Linked DNA regions of Zea mays: region 1 is linked to region 2. A link is a contact called in public Hi-C data. All regions are on one chromosome and are shown on one strand. The core of a region is the stretch at or near the end of the contact, and the rest is flanking DNA. Distances in the headings are between cores, read along the strand shown.

The links. Hi-C and Micro-C count contacts between places; a contact is called where the count stands out from the background.
Region 1: a contact with region 2 is called in a Hi-C map of ear, with 4 times the contacts expected there. The contact joins the promoter of LOC103650664 here to the promoter of LOC100280396 in region 2. A contact is called at or near these places in 3 of 25 Hi-C or Micro-C datasets (ear and leaf).

The regions. Positions count from the first base shown.
Region 1 is chr3:144,004,483-144,009,723 of Zm-B73-REFERENCE-NAM-5.0, forward strand. It overlaps LOC103650664 (WD repeat-containing protein 48), which reads left to right and starts at 3,849. Exons shown (of 19, transcript XR_004857203.1): 1 at 3,849-4,306; 2 at 4,950-5,082; 3 at 5,235-5,241.
Region 2 is chr3:143,458,443-143,463,262 of Zm-B73-REFERENCE-NAM-5.0, forward strand. LOC100280396 reads right to left here and starts at 2,754. Exons shown (of 25, transcript NM_001348338.1): 1 at 2,356-2,754; 2 at 1,144-1,309; 3 at 717-836; 4 at 430-563; 5 at 183-342; 6 at 32-99. The coding sequence starts at 2,673.

The DNA of each region.
Region 1 (5,241 bases), core at 2,599-5,098, 550 kb after region 2:
CGCCGTCGCTGACACCAAGTGGGTAGAGCGATCGAGAAGGGGGAGGAGAGGGACGAGGTGCTGCTAGGGTTTAGGGTGAAGCATAGTACCTCGGATATGGTCTCACTCGCCATGTGTGTCGCAATTACGAGATCGTCGATGAGGTGGGAAGTTGTGGTAGACGGATCGGGTCGTGCCATTGCCGACACCACACGCACCGCCGCTGCCAGTTCCATCTTCTTGTGCCAAGCTGAGTGACTGGGGAGAGGGGCGAGTGGAGATCGTGGAGGGACGGACGGATAAACGCATGACCGAGAGGGAGTTAGCGGTTCTGCATCATTGACTGCAAGGCATGGAGGAATGATGGTTCTGAGAAAACAGATAGATTAAAGCTCCTTAGTATAACAAGAAAGAACAACAGTGCTATTGGTTAGAATGGACGGATTTTGTTAGCTCTGTGTTGGTCAGAGTTTGATCCCTATAGGCGTCCATTTTAGTGGCTGGTAGCGGGATCATGGAAATGGATAAGGAAGGAACTGGGAATGACATTGGGCGAGAGAGAGAGGACGGGGAATGGGAAAGGAAGGGAATGAGAACGGTAGCTAACACTTGATAGAGGATGGGGAATAGGAATGAAAAAGGGAGAATATAGAATGAGAATGACATAATAGGGAATGACAGAACCAGGAATGATAGATTACCCTTACAATCTTGATAAATAGTAGAGATCTACGTATTGCAAGCATCTGTTCCGAGGTCATTTAGGCCTCAAACAATATTTCTCATTTTTTATAGGTTTCTATCTGGACATATACTCCCTCGATTTTATATCGTATTATTGTATTTCTTCAAAGCCAAATAATACTATCTTTGACCACTTAATTAAGAAATACACTTAGTTTTACAATATATGAACCGTATATTTTCTCAGTGGAAAAGTCATAAACATTATGTCACGAGTCTCTCTATTTTTAAATAGGTAGTCAAATATATAAATATTTTTAGGATAAATTTAATATGATATACTCAATCCGTTCTAAAATATAATCTTCATTAAGTGGCACATAAATGTAGTTGTACTTATATTTATATTCATTATCATTTAAATGAATGTGCACGAAAAAATATGTTAGAAAAATATATTTTAGAACATAAAAAATAGAGGAAATACTTTGTCAAGAACAACCGTAGGAGTTGAAGCGAGTCGCTCTAGTAGTTACAACTTTTTTACTTTTCATATACGATCTATACAGTCCCTTCGTTTTAAAGTAATAACCGGTTTAGCTTTTGTTTTTATGTTTATATTTATATAGATGATGATAAATTTAGATATATATATATATATATATAATATATTAAGTATTGTGTGAATACACTATCCACGTGATTGGTTACCCTGCTCGCCATATTCATGTCAGCCGCATGCGTTGACCGTGTGTGAGCCAGTGATTGGTTGCCTGCGGGAGCACGAGTCTGGCCTGTACGCGCTGCTGCAACCTAGGCACATTTTTATCTGCTCGCTTGCATGCGCGGGGAAATAGAAATCTGACATCGCTAGCCATCCAGGCCACCACGAGATCGCTCCAATAGAGCATGCAAACCAATCACGTGGTATATTTTAGGATAGAGACTAGTTTTTTGATCTAGAAGTTGGACCTAAATAAGTTACGTAAAAAAACCATTGGACAAGAAATATCTTATATACACAAGTTATAATATTCAAAAAAATATCCTATAAAAACATACATAATTATATTGAGAAGTTGTTAGGGGAGATCTGTCTGCTAATAGTTACGAATACAAAAGTAGATAAAACAATGTGAAAAAGTTGTAAGAGCATCTCCAACATGCAAGTTAGCTTGGCTAGCGAGATTTGCTAGCCAAATTTAGCTAGTGAGAGAGTCAATTTAGAGAGCCGGATAGATTGTCAAATTAAATGGCTAGCCTGTTGGAGAGCTATTTTGCTATTAAGTAGCTAAAATTTAGTTTGACAAGCTATTTAGCTAGTCTCTTAGAGATGCTCTAATAAAATTGGTAATTGACTCTACCAAAAGTTGTCGTAGAAAATTATTGAATAACGTTTTGCTTAGTATATTATATATTTATATTTATATCTATAACTCTATGTAATTAACTACTTTAGGGCTTTCGGTTACGTCTGGACCGAAGAAGATTAAATGACATTCTATTTAAATATGAACATGAGTGAATTTAATCTCTTCTAATTCCACTTAATCCACTCCTAACCGAACAAGCCTTTAAACTTTGCAAAACTCATCCAACCAAATTACTCACACATCTGTAACCTGCACTAAATCCATCAAACAAATTGCGGTTAAACTTAACACCGCAAAAATCAATAGTTTAGATCGTTGGATAACTCATCTCTTTTACTTTCTCAAAACTAATGAATAATATTATTTAGGCCTTGTTTGGATCCACCTAGTTTCTTAGAAACCGATTTTTTTAAAAAAAACCAGAAAAGTCTCCAAACATATCAGTTTTTTATTCAGTTTCAAAAAATTAGTTTCTTAGAAAACAAGAAGTTGGTCTCTCCAGGTAAAACTAGTTTATAAGAATCTAGGTGGATCCAAATACCTTATCATAATCTTTTTTCCTTCTAAAAGTCGGTTTCTAGAAACCAATTAAAAAAACTTGGATCCAAACATAACCTTAGATCATCTCTCATCCTCCATGACTCCCTCTGTGACCTGACGACCCCAGCCTCCAAGCGACACCGCTGCCCCCTTCTCCTCCCCACACTCACGTTGCTATAGTTGTCGACTCCTTCCCTCCCCAGGATCGTAATGTTAGCACAAATTATATGCTTTCATAATGTTACGAGTATAAATTACAGTTTTCTAAAAAGTTGTGATGACATGTTTTGTTACACAAAATGACAAAATGCTATACACAGAACTTATGCATATAAACATTATAACTTTTGAAAAAAGCGAAAAGTTGCATACACATTTTCTTTTCAAAAAAGGGATTATATAATTGTTCGTTTGTTTTTTCATCCCTGATTAGTGATTAATATAGCTCCGCTTTAGGGCTGATTTCGTGACCAGATAAATGGAGGAATCCCCTTATTATTTAATTGAATAGCAAAAGAATTCTTCTCATGGATCCTTTTACTTCTCTAGTCACCAAACAACCCTTAGAGATGATAATGGCCTCAGAAGAAACTTTCCTTTGTGTTTAATTTGATAGGAAAACCATTGGAAAAAAATCCACTCATACCTCATGTTTTGGTTTCCTGTGTTTCTTCTGCAGTTCAGCCAAACACCTATTCCTACAAGCTTTCTTTGTTTTTTCATTCATCTATTCTGCATATGCATTCCAATCTTATACATGTGTCTTTTCTATTCCTATAGTTTTTTGAAATATACGTTCCAAAAATCCCCTAAAGTTAGAAAAGTAACTGGGCTGCATGGAATCCCTAAAGTTGAGAAAAGTAACTGGGTTACATGTGCGTGTGCGAGCTTGCATCGATGCATACCGGTAACCAATCACAAGCACGTATGCTGCCAACACATTTGGTGAGCCTGAACGGCTCGACAACCAAACACGCCAATAGAAAAACAAGAATGAAGAAGAAAGAAAACAAGAATGAAGAAGAAACGTCCCTCACAAATGTTCATAGAATTCCTGTGATTTTTCCGTTCCGTTGACAAAGAGCTCCGTTGCCATCCCTACCTCGCTCTCCGTTTCGGTATTGTCCAGTTGGAGCAGAAGCAAGCTGACACCGAAGTTCATGATTTGGGGCTTATTTGGTTGTGAGAGTGGTATAGTTGCCTGAGCCAGACATCATTACATGCCATCGATTCTGAGTATGTAGCGGCTAAAATGTTATGTTTGGAAGAGCTCCAACCAAACAAGCCTCTGCTTGACCAGAGTCCCGGCCCGTGCACACCCAACCCATCCAGCTCGGCCGAGACGAGCTCAAGTTCATCCAGACCACGAAGTGACGTCACTCAAGCTTCCCCGGGCCCGGCCCGGCCCGGCCCACCCAGTCATAGCCAACTACACGACACAACCTGCCTTCCTTGGTTCCTCCACCCCGTCCTCCCCTGTCCCGTCGCGTCAGCCACTCGCCGCGGCCAACTACCGCCGCCGCTGTTGCAGCCGCCCATCTGCTTCCATCGCGTCGCGGAGGCCGCTCGCTTCGCCGCCGCACGCTCCGCTCTTCCGGTGCCCTCCTCCGGGACCCTCGGCCACGCCGCGTCGCCTTAAACCCTAGATCTGCGCTCCCCGCCCCCGCGCTGGCCGCGGCCGCGTACTGACGCCGGCACGCTGCCGATCTCCATACGTCGCTCGATCCCAGGTGACGATCGGTTGCTTTCTGTGGACTGGGTACCGTGGTCACGCTGCTTAGTTCAGCTTAAAGCCTTAAACAACTGATCGAACCATCTCCACTGTTTTGAATCACCGCTGTTACCGATTAATGGCTTGATTGGTGCCGAGTTTTATTTGGATGGTGCTCGGCTTCCTACTTGGGCGCACGTGTGAGCCAGTGTTGCAGCGGTTGTAGAATGTTGACCTGATTCTCTAATTGGGATGCCAGTGTTGTAGACACAGACTTAGACTGATGTGCCTTTTGCGTTGAACTGCTCATTGAACTGATACCCCCGATTCCGTAGTTTAACTGGTTTGTTTGGATACACGTGTGATTTTTCTCTGCTGATAAATTTTAGGAAATGTTGTTTTTGGCATTGAGTGTTCTTATTAATATATGGGGGGCATAGTGTCTACCTTCCGTTATTTTGATTTCTCAGTTGCCGCGTTTCACACGAAGGGCAGTCATGCGTGTCACATGAAGGGTGGTCACATGATTTTGCAGCATAACACTACTACATGTTGGACCTTCTGTATCTATACACAAATTTTCCTATTAGATACTTGCTGAAACCATACTAGCTATTTTGTGATCTTAGTGCCCTTATGAAATATTTATCATTACTTTGTAGGTTTAGCTGCTTCGAATTTAGATAAGTTTCTTCCATGCATCGTGTTGGAAGTGCTGGTAACACGGCTGGCTCGACTCGACCGAGAAAGGAGAAGCGCTTCACATATGTGCTCAATGATGCTGATGATAAAAAGGTATGTTATATATTAAAATAAGCGACCGTTGTTAGCTCTTTCTGTGTTTTCCCTTTAAATCCAGCTGTTCCTAGGTCTTCTATATGCATTTGAAACAATCCATATTTCACTCAACGGTCTTGCTAATGCATTTATTTCTGTTTGTTTTTCAGCATTGTG
Region 2 (4,820 bases), core at 1,504-4,003:
ACAATGGACTTTGTGCAGAAGGTTGACAAACCTCTTTGGTGACCGTACGCTTCTTCATTGATTGAATCACCAATCCCTTTGCCCACGCCTTGGAAGTTGCTACAGGAATTCAGATATGCTTCAACTGAGTAAACATGGTCAAATATCCCTAGAAAAAACAAATTTTTATTGCATGGATGTACCCAAAAAATTCATCAATACACGGAAAATTTGTCTTGTGGTCATTGATCTAGTAATCATGCTTCCTCCAGAGTCCACAGTAAGAAACACAAGGATGGCAGAAATTAAGTATCCATTGAGACAATCATGTGTGTATATTGAAGTTCTTTGACGTGCCCAAACCTACATTTCAATTAAACATTAGGCTGCTTTAAACTGGAATATAACACATCTACAAGCATAACCAACTATAGTTTAGGTGAAGTATACCTTTACCAACACCAAGGCCTCTTGCAAAGCTTTCCAGTTAGCAAAGGTGCTACTAATAAAGTTTGCATTTTCCTCCAAAAACATATCCTCCAATATGCTACAATTATACTTTGGTGTGGGTAGGTTTACACCATCTGAAATGCATATCCAATCAGCAAAGTTTCAAAGAAAAAATTATATAACTATGCTAAAGGACAAAAGTACGGTACAACGACACTAGTTTCAAAGAACAAGAAAGCTTATTAGCATCACAATGGAATTGAACATATGTAAATCAGTTGTATTACCTTTTGTATATGCACGGACATTATTTCTTGTTGATACATTCAACTTTGAAACGTTGAACAAAGAATCCGCAGTTGGGATTATTCTTACATGGAATCCAGGAAGGTCTACAATTTCGGTCGCTGCACCAATGGAATGGAAGTTAAAAGAATGAGGGGAGCAAAATGACAAAAATGTCACTTGCAGAAGTATCCAATGTTTTCAAGTCGTCCCTATTAATCATGATTAGTCGCAATTAATCGTCCAAGTCGGTTTGGAACAATCGCGATTAATTACCAAGTCGTCCGACTAATTGTGATTAATCGCGATTAATCGCCCAAGTCGGCCAGCCAGAACGACTAGCAAGTCGTCCGACTTGAAAACATTGGAAATATCAGATTCGAGTGCGCCAATGATGTGAAAAAAGGGGAAGGTTGATAGAAGAATAACCTGGATATACATGAAGCACGGGCTTTCGAGCCTCATCTTGGAGGGTAGACCATGAAACTTTGCGGATTAATTTAGAGCACCTCAAGTTTTTCTCGACGACACAGAGGTAAAGACACCTCTTTGCATGGTACCGGTGATTTAGGAAATCCTTCTCGTGGAAGCATTCCTGTAGTAAATGCATACAAAGCAAATCACACAACAATCTAAAACCAAAATTCTGTTTAATCGCTTCCAAAAACAGCAGTCTTGATTCTAGTTGGAAAGCAAGATAAAAGCATGAGAAGAATCCTCTTGGTAACCATAGCAAGCTCATTTTCCATTAGAATACCCACTACCCAGAGACTTATGAATTCTGAATGGTGCATTCCATGTTAGGCATCTTCACAGCCCTAACATGTTAATTCTGTTTCAAATGACATTGGTGAAATTTGAATCTTTTTTGTAATAGGATATTCAGATGATTTCTTTTGTTAAGGACCAGTCTTTGTAAGCTGGTCACCCCAGCAGACCAGCAGTTGTACCAAACTAGTTGCTGAGAGAACTCTTTTTGGAAAAAGAAAAGATTGATAAAAGGAAGTTACCTTGATTGAACATTGAGGCATCACTTATTCTACTTATAATCTTTCTAACAAACAATATTTTGCTGAGAAGATTTGATTGAACAATTTAGCATAGCTCAGCAGATATATGTCAATCAAATAAAACTAAATGTTTGTGAAGAAGGAAAACTAGTGTCACCTAGAGTAAACGTAGAGAAAATCCATACTTCCCAACAACACTTTCCCTTCAGTTTATTTGAGTATAAGAAGTACAATCGAATATAAGCACCTCTACCGCTGGGATTTGTTTGACAGCAGGCACATTGTACCAAGCAAAAATAAACAAGAACAAAGGCTTCATATCAACTGAAGTAAACAGAAAGAAAATGTTTAACGAACAAGCTGTGCGTTGGACAATAACGTAACCACTACGATGACATTGTTGTTTTAACCGGAAAGCATACATTCTTTATCAGATGACAATCCTGAAAGGTATAAACATAACGCTAGAAATTTGGAATGTAGAATGGACATCGCCCATCTGCCACAGTGGCATAACCACGGCAAAGAATCCCATGAAAAATAAACAACTCCTCTGTTGACGGTAATACAAAACAAGTTACTGGGAGTGAATCAAGCAGGCGATGAGGCGAATGCGAAGAACGCCGCATACCTTTGGCAAGCGTACGAGGAGGTCGGCAGCGACTTCGGGCCTCGCGACCGCGCCGGCCGCGTGGCTCCCGGCGAGACGCACCACCTCCGGCGGACGGAAGGTGAAGGAAAGCTTCTCGGTTTCCAGTCCCAGGTCCCTCAAAAAACCCCGCGCGGCCTCCGGCGTCGCTTGCTGCTGTGGCACCCTCTTGATGAGCTCCGCGACGGCGTCAACGGCCTCGGCGGCGGCGAGCATGGCCGCCGCGCTCGGCCGAGCTTGCTCCACGAGCGCGGAGAGCTTGCGATCGATGGAGTGCTCGGAGGCGACGGTGGCGGCCATGGTTGGCTTCGGTGATCGCCGGCGGGAGGAAAGGCCAGTGCGGTCGCGGGTTTAGGGTTTAGCCATAGCCACGCCTGTTTTGGAATGAGAAATACCACTATAGGGTCCAAAAGGAAAAAGGAAGGCCCATGAATGAAGCACGTGAGGTCCGACTCTTGTATGGTGGGGCGGTCCGGCCCAACAGGAAGAATTTGATTGGACACGTCGGTTTTAGGGCACTCTCTATACTTAGAGCATCTACAAATAGTGTGTTCGGTTTGAGGAATGGAGTGATCCATTTCTTCTCACTCCTCACTTTTTTATTTGGTTTGTGGAATAGAATGGGTTCATCCATCACCACCTCATTCCTCATAAGCTAATAATTAGTATATAGATGAGGAGTGGGTTGATTCCACCAAAATTGATGGAATGAACTTATGATGCATCACCTCATGAAGTATAGAGTGACTCCACAAACCAAACACACTAAAAAGCTCCCCAAAAGTCTCCCCTAAATCTAGTTTTTTGGAAAAAAAATACAAAAACATGTCTCTAACAGTTTCTCTAAAGCGCTCCCAACTTTTTATAACCCTTAAAACTCCCTCATTTGTAGCTACAAATAAAGGGTTTTTTGGGCTTCCCGGAAACAATCTGCCGCTTTAAGAGGTCTGTTGGAGAAATGATTAAAATCTACCTACACTAATTATTTAGATGTCCCTTAAGACTGACTTTGAGGAGTCATTTTCTGGGACCTCTTGGAGATTCTCTTATATATACTACTCTATTAAGAACCTAATATGGCCACCTTGTGCTACACAGCTTCACCCTCACCACACCTAGCGTCCGCAAAAAATAGTGCAAAGCGAGCATTCCAACTCACTCTCTATTCCATAAACTTGGGGCTAACCATCAGACCACACATACATTAGTGTTTAGAAATAAACAATAATTATATTTGTAGTCTAGGCACCGCTCCCACGCTCTCCCGGCTCGTAGCAACGCACGGGCACATGCCTAGTAATCTATTAAAAAATTAATGTGGGCCCACGCTACCACACCGTGCAAAAATAGTGCAAAAAAGTATCACACCCGGGTTTTAGGGACGCAGACGTGAGCATAATCACCAAGTATGCTAGGACCAAGTCTTACACATATGATGAATCATGGTACAGAAACGAACATCACATCTTTACTATATAATAGGAGTTCTATACAAGATAGTTAAATATTTACATCATACGAAGACAACGATCCAGCAACCACAGTTGACTGGGAGACGACGGCCTAGACCACTCACGAACTCATCGCAGCATCATTCATGTGTCTCATCCTGCGGTACCTGTTCTTGACCTGGGGTTATGAGACAGCAAGGGTGAGCTCACATGCATTTATCGCTCGATAAGTCGTGGAGAATAATTTGCATGAACTCGCCACAGGTGGGAGCTAATGTGAAGTATAAGGCTTACCCAAGAGGATGGTTAAAGTTGAGTATTGCTTTTAAAGTTGGTCAAAATTTTATTAGCAGTTACTAAGTATAAGTAGATACCAAACCAGAGTAATAATAGATCAAAAATAATAGTAAACCACAAGGCGATGCAAATGACAAATTGAATTAAATTTCATAAATTAATCATGCAAGAGTCTTGAGCTGCTCATGACCACGAGCTCGGCTAGTATACCAGTTTTACACTCTGCATAGGCGGTACCCTTTACCCACAAGTCATGTTACACATCTGCCACGGGGTTGTACGGGCCCATACACCTCTACCAAGGAAGCGAGGCAGGGTAACACTACGAGGCCTTTACAAAGTTCCACTAGCTTCCGAAAACCCGCTACAGTTCTAGGAAGAGCAATGCAGTAATCCCCCGTCTGACCGCCATCACAGCAAAATCAACCCGGAAACCTCCCTACACCCCTACTCCCCTACTGCCCTTGCCCTTTCGGGTAAGGTAGTCTTGAACTAGCTTTCCTAGTTAGTCAGCCAAGGGCGTCCCATTCCACCCTTGTGGCGGCACGTGTTTCTCAAGTTAAGCTTGATATTCCAATTAGTATAATGATCTTGTCACGAACAATAAGTAAAACAACAATATAATTGGAACATGATCATAATGTAATATTAATCCTAAAACCATATAGAGCAATAGCAAAGACTACCCAAAAGTTCAAG